Linked DNA regions of Oryctolagus cuniculus: region 2 is linked to region 1. Evidence: chromatin contacts called from public Micro-C data. All regions are on one chromosome and are shown on one strand. The core of a region is the stretch at or near the end of the contact, and the rest is flanking DNA. Distances in the headings are between cores, read along the strand shown.

Region 1 (7,546 bases), core at 4,119-6,618:
ACTGCACCTACTTATACTGCCTGTGAGGTTGTGAGTTCATTGCTTCTGAGTACCTTTTCTTACAATCCACGAGTGCCTCATAAAGAAGCCTTAAAAGGGTGTGTTTCTTCTCAGTGGTGAGATTCCAGTCAGAAATCCATTTTCTAACCTGTGACAAGGTTCACAAAGGGAGAACATTTAGTAACCAATGAACTTATTCGTGCAATTTCAAACATTCAGAATACACATACGTATTTGCTGCCTATTTTAGCTATACAACTGTTTCTTACAGCAGAACAACTATCCCACAGTCACTCACTCACCTGATCCAGCTCAGTTGGAATGTACTGGATGGCCCCACAAGACGCTGCCACTTTAATGAGGCTGCAATACACCGTGTATCTTACAGGAGTATTCTTATCCATTCCATGGAAAAGGTTGCTTAGCCTGGTAAACAAGAAGTAAACCAATGTCTGAGATCAACCTCGGTTTTTAGATGAGTTACCTGCCACCACAACAAACCTGGGACAGGTACTATTAGTAATTCCACATTACAGAGAAGGGAACTGGGGCATGGAAACACACTGAGGCTTGCCCAAGGTCACAGCTAAGAGCCACCGCTGACAGTCAAGCTCCAACACTTCCTGCACCTAATCATTTCCAAAGGCAATGACATGAAGATACTCCCCTGAAGAGCCAAGCCGCTTTTAGTTAACTCACAGCTGCAGTCTCAGAGACGGGCGTTCCCCTTCCCGAAACTTGACCAGCTTTTCACACAGGCTTTCAATCAAAGCTTCTTGCTTGTCTGGTTCCAGGATCAAAAGCAGGGATACCACGCTGTTCATCACACTTTCCACATCTACCCAAGTATTGAAAACACAGTCAGCAGTGATGCTATAATATCCAATGTATCCAGTTAAAAATGTTATTTCCAGTGTTTCAATGCAATGAAGATTATTAAATGTAAGACACTTTAAAAAGATGGAATGTGGCTACTGCCAGACAGTTCTAGAGCCCACATTTCCTTCAATAGAGAACAGCAAAAATATAGTACACATGAATTCAAATTAACCTACTTCCATTACATAGTTAAGCTAAGGAAAGCATTTTTGTGCATTATACTAAAGAGAACTGTAATCTAAAATTTGCTTTCCAACCAGTGAGGCAGATTACTGGTTTACATGTCTATACACACACTTTCAGTGGCATTACATTCAGTCATCTGGAAGTTAGCGGTGAGGTTTTATCGGGGGATGCTGTCTCAGCTGATGAACTTTGTCCTACATACAGAAAATTATTTACAAATGAAAGCTGTCAACTTTCTAATTTGGTCATTCATTTTCAAGTATTAGAGACATTACTCAATATGCCAGTTTTAATTTCAAGATTCAGAATTTTCAAAATTTCTCATAAATAGGGAATCCACCCAATAATTAAAGGGCTTTAGGATTCCTTGAAATTAAATCCCATTCGATACTGATCTAAACCTTGTGAGCAGGACAAACAGTTTGAAACTGTCAAGATTTAATGTGTGTAATTAATGACACAGAAATGTTAAGAGGTTTTCCAAAATAGGCTTCCTTCGTGGGTCTAACAGATATCTTTGCATATGCAAAGATAAAACTAGTTTAAAATCTGAAACACAAGACACAAATTCTAAGAAAATCTGAAAACTAGGTTATGATTAGTAAGAGATACAAGGAAGTTAAGAAACAAACCTTTATCATCTTCCTTCAAACACACATCACAGGCTTCAATAATTTGGGCTAAATCCACATGAAGTCCACCTTCTGAGTTCTCTTCCGAGATCTCAGCTCCTTTAGATTTCAGGTAAGCACGGAGTTCAGCAGCCTGTGGAATCAAGCAGGGCTGTATTACTCTGTACAGCCTTTAAGAAGGAAATATACAATGTGTGTATCTAGAAACCTGATTATGACCACCAAAAGCTCAAACCAAGTCTCTCCTACATGTGGACAACTAAAATGCACAAATTGTACTTTTAACTACCACCTCACTTCAGGCTAGAGTGAAGGGCTCCTCCTCCACCAGGCCCAGGGCTCCACAGACACCCTGCAGCCAACAGGGATCACCTCCCCAGGTTCTTTGGTCTCACCTGCACCTTGCCGGACCTCCAGTATAGATCAAAAGCCTTTATATAATCCAGGTTTTTTTTCCGGGGGGAGGGGGGAGGACTAGAGAGAAGAAACCAATGTGACTTGGTAAATTCAACTTTTCTGGAAAGTAATGAATCTTTTATTGTTCAAGTGTATATGTAAACACAGGTACTAGAAAAATTATAGACATTTTCTAAGCAAGAGGGTAATGATATGTTGAGTACTGAGAATCTATTCAAGATAAAGCATTTTGGGGGATATAAAAAGATAATGCTTGTGAATGTTGCCTTGAATACAATATTTGTGTCGAATTACATCTATGAAACAAATGCCAAATGCAGGCCCAGGCCAGAAAGCCCCTTTGTATATATTAAAGGCACAGGTCCCATACCACATGACGTCATCCAGACATAGTACCTACACATCTCTACCAATGCCTTCCTTTGAGAGCTTGGTGTTTACTGTTGCCAAACAGGAATCCAGATGGCTTTTTTTTTTTTTTTTTTTTTTTTTGACAGGCAGAGTGGATAGTGAGAGAGAGAGAGAGAGAGAGAAAGGTCTTCCTTTTGCCATTGGTTCACCCTCCAATGGCTGCCCCAGCCGGCGCGCTGCGCACCGCAGCCAGCGCACCACGCTGATCCGAAGCCAGGAGCCAGGTACTTATCCTGGTCTCCCATGGGGTGCAGGGCCCAAGGACTTGGGCCATCCTCCACTGCACTCCCTGGAAGAGGGGCAACTGGGACAGAATCCAGCGCCCTGACCGGGACTAGAACCCGGTGTGCTGGCGCCGCAAGGCGGAGGATTAGCCTATTGAGCTGCAGTGCCGGCCTCAGATGGCTTTTAAGATAACAAAAATGAAGAAGTCAAACAGGCAGATGAAAGAATACCACCTGTAAATGTGCAAGTATCACATTTTCTAGATTACACACACAAACAGGGGGAGACCATGATTTTTAAACCCCATAAGTACGTTTAGAAACCCCACAAAAATACATTAAAACTGTAGATCCAATAGTGCTATCCTTTAACATAAGAGTTGTATTACAAGCAAGATTCAAAACAAGTATCACCATTATCAGAGACAACAAAAATATGACTGAACAGCCAGGCACGCTCCCCAACAGTCAGGACACCCACATCCAGAGTGCCTGTGAGTCCCAGCGACTGCACTTCTGGCCCAGCTGCCTGCTGGCGTGCTCCCTGTGTAAAGTAGCAGGAGATGGCTGCAGTCTATGGCACCCTGGCAGCTAGAAAACCTGGATTGTGCTCCAGGCTCCTGTCTTTGACCTAGGCCAGTCCTAGCTGTTGCAGGCATTCCGGGAGTGAATAGACAGAGTATCTCTGCCTCCCTCTGCACAGTTCAAATAAAGTAACTTTTTAAATACTAGAATGCATGCTTCTTCATGAAGGAAACATACAATTTGATTGAAATAAAATTAAAGGCATTTGTTCACTTCCTAATTTGTAGACAGAAAGCAAACTCTCCCAGGCCAGCACTGTGGCACAGCGGGTTAACGCCGACCTGCAGTGCTGCCATCCCATATGGGTGCCAGTTTGAGTCCCAGCTGTTCCACCTCCCATCTAGCTCTCTGCTATGGCCTGGGAAAGCAGTAGAAGATGGCCCAGGTCCTTGGGCCCCTGTACCCATGTGGGACACCTGGAAGAAGCTCCTGGCTTTGTATCAGCACAGCTCCGGCCGTCGTGGCCAATTGGGGAGTGAACCAGCGGATGGAGGACGACCTCTCTCTCTGCCTCTCCTCTCTCTGTGTAACTCTGATTTTCAAATAAAGAAATAAATCTTAAAAAAAAAAAAAAGCAAACTTTCCGAGAACTATTGAACAGTTTACTGTTTTTATGCTATCCTCACTAGCTAACAAGTGGTTATGGACCAGTACAAGCAACGGAAAGCAAGTACAGGGAAAGAACTGCCCATTTTTCAACTCTAACCAAGCTGAAAATTTGAGCAGTTGAACTCTGGAAGGAATTGGTATTTTCCTGAAAGGAACAGCTGGTGTGAAACGGATGCGTTCTAAGAACAGTAGCAGAGCCTTAAAAAGGGCCACTTAAAATAAGATCAATGACAAGAACTTCCTCCATCAGGTTCCTTACAGTATGTATGTAACTTCTTTTTCAGGAACTTAACAGCCGATTGTTGGCAAAATGCTTGGTTTTTTTGGTCTTTCATTTTCCTTTCTGTGCTCACCTCCCTCCTTACCCTTGGCATTTCTCGTTGCTTTATCTATCCCCTTCTTACTTTTCAGAGGTGTAGGACTGCATTCCTACCATGAGAGGAAAAAAAAGTCCTACCTACAATTCTAGATGTTAGATCAGAATGAAGCTATGAAAAACAAAATTTCCACATTCTAGTAGTAGAAAAAAATGACAAGCTTATACTACTTCACAGAGTTGTTAGCTATAAAAAATTAAAGACTATGTAATGGCATGTTGGGTTTAATTCCCACCAACTAAACTTTTATTACGGGGGAAATTGTAAACATCGGCTCTGCACATCAAAGAGCAAACTCCAGTCAATTTAAAAATATCAGAATCGCCCACTAAGCGCTATGGAGCGGACACTTGCACAGGGTTACAGAACAATTCCCACTCGTGCACAAGGACGAGTGAAAACACACGGGCCAGCCCTGCCTCTGTGACTGCACAACCCCAAATGCATTCTGATCGTCACCACGCGATGACCTTTGCCGGACTGCTCCTGTGGGCTACCGACTCGCCACCTCCCACAGCGGCGGCGGCTGCTGCACTCGGAAGACGGAAGCAGACACCGTTCCTCGTCAGAAACTTCTCGGCCGTCCGACAGCAGGCTAGCAGAGTCCCGACGCCGACCAGGAAGCGGGCTGGCGGGCCTCGCCGGCCAGCAGCCCCGGGACGCGTGTCCCCGCCTGCCTCGCCGCCTCTCTACGCCTGCACCTACGCGACGGGCGCCCCGGAGTGGGCTCCGCAGGGCGGCGTCGCGTCCGCCCGGCCCCAGCTCGGCCGCGGTCCCTCACGCCCGAGACGTCCCCCCCCCACTCCACCCCGGCGGCACCCGCGGCGCCCGGGAGCACACCTGGTCTTCCTCACTGATGTCGATGAAGGCCGGGACGCTCATGGCGAAGGCCCGGGAACCGCGGACGCTCCACTCGCAAACCACGCCGACCGGAAAAGGGAGCAAAGCCGCGCGGCGGCTCCGCAAACTGCTTCCGGGTCAGCGGGCCCGGGTCCTAGTGGGGCAGGGCCGCGGAAGCCAATCCCAGGGCGTACGACAGCTGAGGCTTGGGGGCGTGGCGGACGCGCTGGGCGGGGCTCGTGGGCGGGACCTGCTGGGCTTCGTATCCGGGATTCCTCCCTGCGGTGTCACCATCCTGAGCCCTGCAAGTGTAAGCCTATTGGGCAGTGAAAATGACTTGTGCGAGAACAAGAACTGCCAGGAGCAGCTGCGGGGCCCTGCCTCGGTGTCCACACCGCCCAGGCTGTGGAACCCGCTCTGGGCGGCCCCAAGACAGCCTTCGCGCAGGCCACTCTCATTTGAAGGCACACACGGAACGCAAACCGCTAACAAGGAATTCGGAAGGCAGCCCAGGGTGCATCGTGCTTTTACAGCAAGGACTCAAGCGATGGAATCCCAGCTGCATCGCTCGAGGGCCACTGCCTATAAACTTCCGGGTTTGCGTTTCCCTTTGGGTACTTACCTGGTTCGAAGGAAAAAACCCTAAGACAGGTTCAGCTTAACAGTTTCGCTGAGCAACGAACGATTTGGAAACTTAGCAGCCCTCAGAACCAGAACAGCTCTGGCCTGTAGCTCGGTCCGGCAGCATTTATGGTCAGAGAACGGAAATGAGGGACAGACGCCTTGATTGGCAACAGCTAGGTGCTTTGCTTTATTGGTGTTAGGTGATCACCTGACATTGCCTGACGCTCAGTTTCGATTGGTGTAAGAGTGTACTAAAGTCTTTCACGTAGTCCTTTGGCAGTTCCTCTTATGAGGCCTGGAGGAGAGGGGCCATCCTCAGGTCACACTGCTCAATTTGACAACTTCATGGGGTTGTGAGGAATAAGCAAATTAAAGTAGAAAGCACTTAGAACAGGTGAGCACGGTATTAGCTCTTATTAAATAATACTGTGTGGGACACGTTACGTAGCGCTATTAAGATAAACACAGAGGCCAGCGCCACAGCTCAACAGGCTGATCCTCCACCTTGCGGCGCCGGCACACCAGGTTCTAGTCCTGGTCGGGGCGCCGGATTCTGTCCCGGTTGCCCCTCTTCCAGGCCAGCTCTCTGCTGTGGCCAGGGAGTGCAGTGGAGGATGGCCCAAGTGCTTGGGCCCTGCACCCCATGGGAGACCAGGAGAAGCACCTGGCTCCTGCCATCGGTTCAGCACGGTACGCCCGCCGCAGAGTGCCGGCCGCGGCGGCCATTGGAGGGTGAACCAACAGCAAAGGAAGACCTTTCTCTCTGTCTCTCTCACTGTCCACTCTGCCTGTCAAAAAAAAAAAAAAAAAAAAAAAAAAGATAAACACAGAAAAGGTGTGCAGGTAGGTGGGTGTGCCCACGCACACAGCCACTCGCGCCTTTTTAGCTAGAGTAATCAAAATGACTCAAATGTATTGTGACTTGAAGGAAATGAAAAAGTAATGACAGATCTTCAGGGAAGCTTTCATGTAAAAGAAAGCAAGGCAAAGGGCCTGAGGCAGGTGCCAGGAGACCTGTGGGCACGGTTTGAGTAAGGGGAGAGCGATAGGAGATGACTTAATCATTGACAGGTGGGGTGGAGGCGCTTGTAGGTCACAGTAAAAGTTTAAGCCTTAGCTCTTAAGGAATCGGGAAGCTTCTGATGGATTTTGGTTGGTGTGAGGTGATTAATTTTTTTTCTTGGTAAGGGATAACTCTGATAAACGATCACTCTGGCAAGCATGTTGGAAACTGACTTAAAGTGGATCAGCAGAGGGACCAGTTAGGAAAGTATTGCAGAAAGCCAGGCAAGAGTGGATGGTGGAGTGCGAATGGGAAATTGATTGGATTATGGATTTTTTTTGTATTGGTGAAACTGGTAAGATTTGCGAACAGATCAGATATGGAGTGTGAGAGAAAGAGGAAGTCAAGGTGACCCCAAAGGTTTGTCCTGAATTTAAGTCCCTGCATTGTAATATTTGGGAGCAAACTACTTACATTGATTGCAAGCCTTACTCTTATCTGGAAAGGCAAGAAAACATAAGGAGGCATTGATGACACACCTGAGACAGTGTTGTTGCTTGTTTTTTTAAAGAGACTATCGAAAATTCAGTCATGAAAAAGTGGTGCAAAACTCTGTGGTAAGTAAACAAGTCAGTGTGCAACTTATTCAAACCATGATGAGATACAACTACACAGTTATAGAATAGCTACAAAGAAAAATTTTAACTAGCAATATTAAGATCTGTCGAAGATGGGGAGCAACTAGAACTCTAATAAATT
Region 2 (7,084 bases), core at 3,824-6,323, 290 kb after region 1:
AACAGTTCATCTCCCACCTTCCCTTTTCTGGCAGCTGACTCAGGCCTGGCCTGTCATAGCACTCATCCACCTGAACCCATGGAGGACCAATCAGGTTCTTCCCCTGGGATTCTGATAGAAAATTACCCGCCCACCCCATCACCACCCCATGCATAAAAGCTGGGAGTGGAAGACTGGGGCTGTAGAAGAGAATAACGCAGGTAGAGAGAATTTGGTATTACTTTGGGGCCCAGGATCAATCTTTGCCTGAAGCCAGATCCCTTGGGATGTCTGAGTTAGGTGAGCCAATAAATTCCATTTCTGGTTTACTGAGTTTGAGTTAAGCATCTGTCACTGGCATGGAGTAGCCCTGATACCATCATTTATACAACCCACAATCCATCTTTCCAGGTTCAGCTTGAATTGAGCCTTTGGATGATGTCTTCCTGCTGACCCTGCCTTTTTTCCAGTAGCTACATCACTCACTTACTGCACCCAGCAATGTTGACTGCAACCACAATGTTGACTACACTCTCAATGTTCTCTCATTTTTAAATGTCTTTCAATCATAGAGCCTTGTGGTAATGGATAGCATGGTCCCCAATTAATACACAAGAAGAGTTCTGAACTTTTTTGGGAAACTGCTTGGGTAGGAGTCAAAATATCTTTCTTCAGAGAAATAATGAAAGTGATGGTTAAGTGTGAAGGCTGACATGAAAGCCCTGTTTTATGAAAACGAGTCTACAGTGATAGAGAATAGTGTTGTCATACAGGCAACACTCACTTGAGAAGAAAAGTAAGTCTAATTTGAGAAAATAAGAGGCAGACTCTTCTGGACTGTCTGGAGGAGCTTGAGAGTTGTGTTGGTTATCTTTTTAAAAAATTAGTTTTGACTTTTTACACAACTTATACATCTATTTGGTTTATCAAGTCACATAGTTCTACACGGTTTATCACAAAAAGTAGTAGCAGTTTGGGGATAACCCTTGGTCCTCAATTCCCTGCTTCTTAGAGGCAACTGCTCTTCAATCTCTTAGCTGCTTATTTTGGTATTTAACACATATGTCTAATCATGTCTTGGTTTTTATTCTTTAGATTTTGTCTATTAATTTCCATTATGGAATGTATAAGGATTCAGTTTTCAATCCTCACCTGCCCACCTGGCACACTGCTCATACCTCATCTTCTTGATGGAGGTTTTTAAAAAAATAAAAACTAAAACTAAAACAACAACAAAAAATTATTTCAGGGGGAGGGGAGAAGAGGAGAGCAAGTGCACTGGTTCACTATGGCTGAGGCTGACCCAGGTTAAAGCTGGGAGTTGGGAACTCGGTCTAGGTGTCCCATATGAATGACAGGAACCCAATTACTTAAGACATCACCTACTATGTCCCAGGGTATGCATTAGTCAGAAGCTGGAATTGGGAGCAGAACTGGGTTTCAAATCTAGGAACTTTTTGAATTGGGATGCAGGCATCTTAATCAGCCAAAGGCAGAATTACCATGATTTGGTAGACATTTAGTGTTCACATTTACCACAATTAGGCCTATGCAATTCACTGCCAAGCATTGTAGTATCCAAGTGTACCAAGATTACTCTTTTCTATCACAACTTGGAGTTTCCCCAGAATAATCATCTTATATTTTGCTTACTTGCTTATATTTTTGTGTTATTAATTTAGCCTCAATCTCTCTCTCGGTTACAAGTCCTCTCAATAAGGTAACAATCAGTTTTGTTTTCACTGAGTTCACCTTTTTGGAGACTTGGTTCCCTGGACCTTCTGACCAGCTCTGACCTGGAAGGGTTGCTCTCTGAGCCTGCCACCCACCAGCCACCCTTGGCTCTCCCATCATTAGCCCCAGGGGTTCCTTTCACCTTGCTCTTCAGTTGGCATTCAATATGGTATTTTACCATTTTGACTCTTCTTAAGTGTACAGTTCAGTGGCATTAATACACTGGCATTATTTTGGAGCCATCATCTCCATTGTTAGAACTTTTTTGTCATCCCAAACTGGAACTCCATATCCATTAAACAATGACTCCCTTTCCTCATCCACAATCCTACTGTCTCTATGTATTTGTCCTAGGTATAACACATAAGTGGAATCATACAATATTAATTCTTTTTCTAGTAGTTTTAAATAAAGGGGGTATGAAAGGTACAGTGGTCCTCCCTTATCTACAGGGGCTATGTTCTCCCAGTAGATAGCGTCAATCCCTACATGTAAAGTGGTGTTTTGTTCTAAATGTCTTACACTGTTGCTCACAGTGTCAAAATTAATGTTTTTCTGTGTTTTATGCTTCCTGTCTCCTTTCCATCACTACTCTTGCACTTTGAGGTCACTGTTAAATAAGAGACAGCTAGAAGTGACTAACAGGTGGGTAGCAGACATAGCAGGGATACACTGGAGAAAAGGAAGTTCACAGGCATTTTTATCACACTATCCAGAACAGCATCAATTTACAACTTATGACTTGTGAAATTTTCTGTTTAATATTCAGAGAGCTAATTGTGGATAAGGGAAAGGGATATTAGTATACATTTTTTGAGAACATACACACCTAAATAATGCTTATATCAACCTTCTTCTTACTTACTGATAACTTGGTTGGAAACATTAATTCTGGTTTGGATGTATTTTATTTTGAGGGCACTAGTCCCATGTGATGTCCCAATTAGGATGACTGACTTGGAGCTAGCACTACTATTTATTAAATGTGCCATTTTGAGTGAGTTACTTTGGATCTCTGATATCTATTTGTCAAACGGAGTTGGGTCTATTCATAGACTTGCTGTGAGAATAAACTGCAAAGAACTAATATGATGTATAGCATGGAGCTCAAGACTACCCTAAGAAGTGGCTTTACTGCTCTCCAACTCTGGGTGCTGCTGTTGAGAGGTCTGAAGTTGCTCTGATTCTTGCTCCTTTCTTGGTAACTCATTTGTTTTCTTTATAAGTAACTAAAACCTTTCTGTATCAATGTTCTGTAGGCATACAGCACTTGGGCTATCCTCCACTTCACTCCCTGGCCACAGCAGAGGGCTGGCCTGGAGGAGGGGCAACCGGGACAGAATCCGGTGCCCCGACCGGGACTAGAACCCGGTGTGCCGGCGCCGCTAGGCGGAGGATTAGCCTATTGAGCAGCGGAGCCGGCCTTAGCAATAACATCTTTCCATGTAAATAGATATGCTCTTGGCTGGCGCTGTGGCTCACTAGGCTAATCCACCACCTGCGGCGCTCAGGGCGTTGGATTCTGTCCCGGTCGCTCCTCTTCCAGTCCAGCTCTCTGCTGTGGCCCGGGAAGGCAGTGGAGGATGGCCCAAGTGCTTGGGCCCTGCACCCGCATGGGAGACCAGGAGGAAGCACCTGGCTCCTGGCTTCGGATTGGCGCAGCGCGGCGGCTGTAGCGGCCATTTGGGGGGTGAACCAACGGAAGAAAGACCTTTCTCTCTCTCTCTCTCTCTCACTGTCCACTCTGCCTGTCAAAAAAAAAAAAAAAAAAAAAAAAAAGATACGCTCTGAAATACAGTGCTCAGTAGCTGCTTCGTATCCCTTCTTATAAAGGCATCATAATGTATTTAACCAACTTTCTACTGCTTTACAAATCTGAATTACTTCCCCATTCTTTATAAGCAACAGCATGTTGAACATCTTTGTGGCAAAAATTCTGCCTTCATTTCCTCAAACTTGATTCAGCGCTCTTTCTAACAGAACCACTTTTGATAGCTCACCAATCCCATAAGGTGCTTTGTCAAATAAAGTTTCTGCAAACACATGTTTGGGAATGCTGGGATTCTATGTGGCTACAAATCAGTCCAAAGGCCCTGTGGATTTTTCTGTTGTGTACTTCATCTTGGAAGTCATCATGATCAGAGACTCAGCTTTGGTCTGGCCTAAAGAAAACTGTGCTGACCCAGACCTGAGGGAAGTAGTAGAAGAAAAACTGGCAGGGCGGGGTGGTGGTGGTGTGTCTGGCTTAGAATGACAAACAGCCTGAGATTAGTGGACTGCACACAGCATAATCCACCTACTTACCATCAGGATGTGTTTAGACTCCTATAGTAGTGGGAAGTAATGCTTGAGGCATAATTTCGCTTAAAAAATTCATGACTCTGAAATAAGGCACACTGGTTTGGAAGCCAAACTTCAAAGTGTTCTTTTTGTTGTTGTTGTTTAAAGAATGTTTTACACTGCTGAGAGTTTTGAGGAAGGGCTCCAGATGGAAAAAGCAAGCACCAGTTCAGCACAGTCAAGTAAGGGGCCAAGTCTAGTAATTCTCAAATTACAGTGAAGAGACATCTCACAAGCTTGTTAAAATGCAGATTTCTGGGCCTCCTGGCTGTAGTCTAATTTGTCAGCTATACTATAGGCCTTAAATCTGAACCTGTAACAAGGACCCCCAGGGAATCTGATGCAGGTGGTCCACAGACCACAGTTTGAGAACCCGGCTTAGACTGCATATCTCAGAAATTGCCAAGTTGCATGAATCTGGAAACTTCTCTGGAATTTCCCTTGTTACCTGTCACAGGATCTTGGAGGATAGACTGACAATAAATTTTTTTTTTTTTTAAACTGTTAAATAGGGCACCAGGCCCAGAAGATGGGCTCGGTGACCCACCCCGGAGTTTTTACAGAGCCGATATGTCAGGTAACCTTTTGGGGCAGTAGTGCTAAGCTGGTCTGGCAGCTCTCTCTCCTGGAGGTTTTTAAAATTCTTGCAGTCCTCTCTGGAAGCCATGGTAATGGGCTTTTAAAATAGTAATTAGGGAGGGGGGAGGACCACAAAACCAACCAACCAACCAAAAAACCCAAAACAGCGGGATTGCTTTTTGGACCAAGGAACAGGAAATGGCCGTCTAAAATCTGGAAGCATATTTTTGGGAGTTCCCTGTTCCTCTCTGCGCCCTGACGACGGTCCTCTTCCTGTAGCCTCTCTCTACTCTCCCTAGCCAAAGCTGTTGGGAGTCCCGCTCCGGCTGGGCGCGGAAGAAATCGGTCAGCGAGGGGCACGACCACCCTCCTACAGCGGCTTCCTCGGGTCAAAGGTCGCGGGAGTAGGAGCCCGCGCGGGGCTCCTGGGAGTGCAGAGTCCCCGGGCGCGCGGCAGGCTGGGAGCGGCTCCTGGTGCCGCGCGGGGCGCTCTGCTGCCCGAGGCCCCACGTCACTCGCGACCCGCCCCTCTCACTGGCGGCGGGAGCGACGCCGGCGGCCCAGGGTAAGCGTTGCGGGGCCCTCGAACGTGCTGGAGCTCGGGGCCCGGCCGTGGGGAAGCGTCCCGCGGGCTCCTCCGCGCGCCCGGAGCTTGGGCCGCCGGGGCCTGGGGCCCGCCGGGGTTGCGGCTTCCGAGGCGTGGCGATCGTGCGGCCGTTCTTCCGCCTGTCGGGGCCGAGCGGCTTCCCTGGGGCCGTCCCGTGAGCGCCCCCGAGCTCCCGCGTGGCGGGACTCCCGCGTCCCCCGTCGCGCCTGTGTACTCCCTTGCGCCGCCTGCTTCCTGCGCTCGGTTCCCCAAACCCCGCTAGAAAACACACCGGAAGGGGGAGCTTTGGGTCAAGCGAAGGCTTTTCTGTCCAAAAAGGCCTGTTTTTCCGCACACCTGGTTTTAATAAGAGCCTAGGGAGAAATATGGCCTGAAGGCTCCCCGAGAAATTCAGTCCCCAGAGGAAAGCAAACGTGTGCGTGCGCAGACGCGTGCACTGTGCAGGGGGTTCGTGCAGACCTCGTGCACTTTGCAACTTTTAATATAGCCTGGAGAGGATGTAGGCCGTGTTAGGAGACGCAACAGAAATGGCAGTTCCTCAGAACACTTCGTTAACCTCGAGGACAAGGAGGCCATACAATGTATTCTTTTCTTGCCTGTCTTAATAAGGAAAAAGGAATATTGACAAAAACAACCACCTCCCCTTCCTGCACTCCCACCTCGGGAATCCTTGTGCCGCAGCTTTTTTCTTTACAGAGTTGCCTTTCGAAGGACACCTCATTCTCACTGCAGATTCGGCATCTGGGAGATCACGTCCCAGCAGAGTGGAAGTCTTTAGTTCTGAGAAAAAGACCTCAGAGTACACGAACTGCAAGTTCAAGATTGTATCGTGCTTTCAACCTATATTATAAAAGTTTAAAGGATAACGGACATGAAAGGCTTTTAAAAAAGACCCTCGCGAGACATATATATTCACACACATTCGTAGTGCATCTTTGTCTCAAGCCAAGAGGAAGTTTCTTTCCAACACAATGCTTTGATCTTAAGAGAAAATAGCTCTTACCTTTGTACTAGAGTTTTGAGGACACTGAAGTTGTCATAAACTTTTCTTAAACCCCTCATCTGAAGCCTGCGTCTTATACTTTGCTCTGCTAGAATGTCAGATCTCAGGTCAAATAAACACCCATGTCCTGTGTCATCTTAAGCAGTGACGATTTTTTTTTTTTCAAAGCACCCATCACTGTCTTTCAAGTCTTATTTATTTCCATTTTATTTAAAAGGTGGAGAGATAGAGAAATAGAGAGATCTTCCACCAGCTACCTAACCTCCCAAATGCCGGTAACAGCTGGGGCTGGGCCTGGCCAAAGGCAGGAGCCCTGAACTCAGTTTGAGTCTCCCACGGGGATGGCAGGGACCTAAGTACTTGGTCAACAACTGCCTTCCAGGTGCCTTAGCAGGAAGCTGGATGGGAAACAGAGTAGGCAGGACTCAATCTCATGCCCTCTGTTATGGGATGCAGGTGTCCCAAGCCGCATCTTAACCTAACATCCGCTCCAAACGACTCATTGTCTGAAATGATCATTTGAGTTTGATTATCCTCGGTCTTCCATCCCCTTAGTAATATAAGTCCTACAGGTAGGAATTTTGCTCTTTTGCTTACTGTACCCTCTTCCTTACTCACGGCGTCTACCAGGACAGGTACTTAGTAGTCCTTTAAGAAGGTTTGCAGCATAGGGTGCAGCGTGGGGAGCACTCGCTAAGAGAATGTGACCTTTAAGAAAACGTCCTTGGTCTCCAGGCCCCTATCCCTTGCGTGCTTCCCTGGATTGGCTTGGGTGCAGTTGCTGCCCGACCTGCTGGTCCTTGTTGGGGTCCCACCCACTGTATTTCAGGCCAGTCCTGGGA

The links. A called contact is a pair of places that touch in the nucleus more often than the background predicts.
Region 2: a Micro-C map of ear pinna shows a contact between it and region 1, with 6 times the contacts expected there. The contact joins the promoter of LOC100346516 here to the promoter of EIF3M in region 1. A contact is called at or near these places in 4 of 6 Hi-C or Micro-C datasets (ear pinna, embryonic fibroblasts, skin fibroblasts and 1 more).

What each region holds. Positions count from the first base shown.
Region 1 is chr1:33,316,204-33,323,749 of mOryCun1.1, forward strand. EIF3M (eukaryotic translation initiation factor 3 subunit M) reads right to left here and starts at 5,369. Exons shown (of 11, transcript XM_002709033.5): 1 at 5,161-5,369; 2 at 1,698-1,830; 3 at 700-838; 4 at 303-426; 5 at 54-148. The coding sequence starts at 5,202.
Region 2 is chr1:33,605,222-33,612,305 of mOryCun1.1, forward strand. It overlaps LOC100346516, which reads left to right and starts at 5,074. Exons shown (of 5, transcript XM_070071938.1): 1 at 5,074-5,197.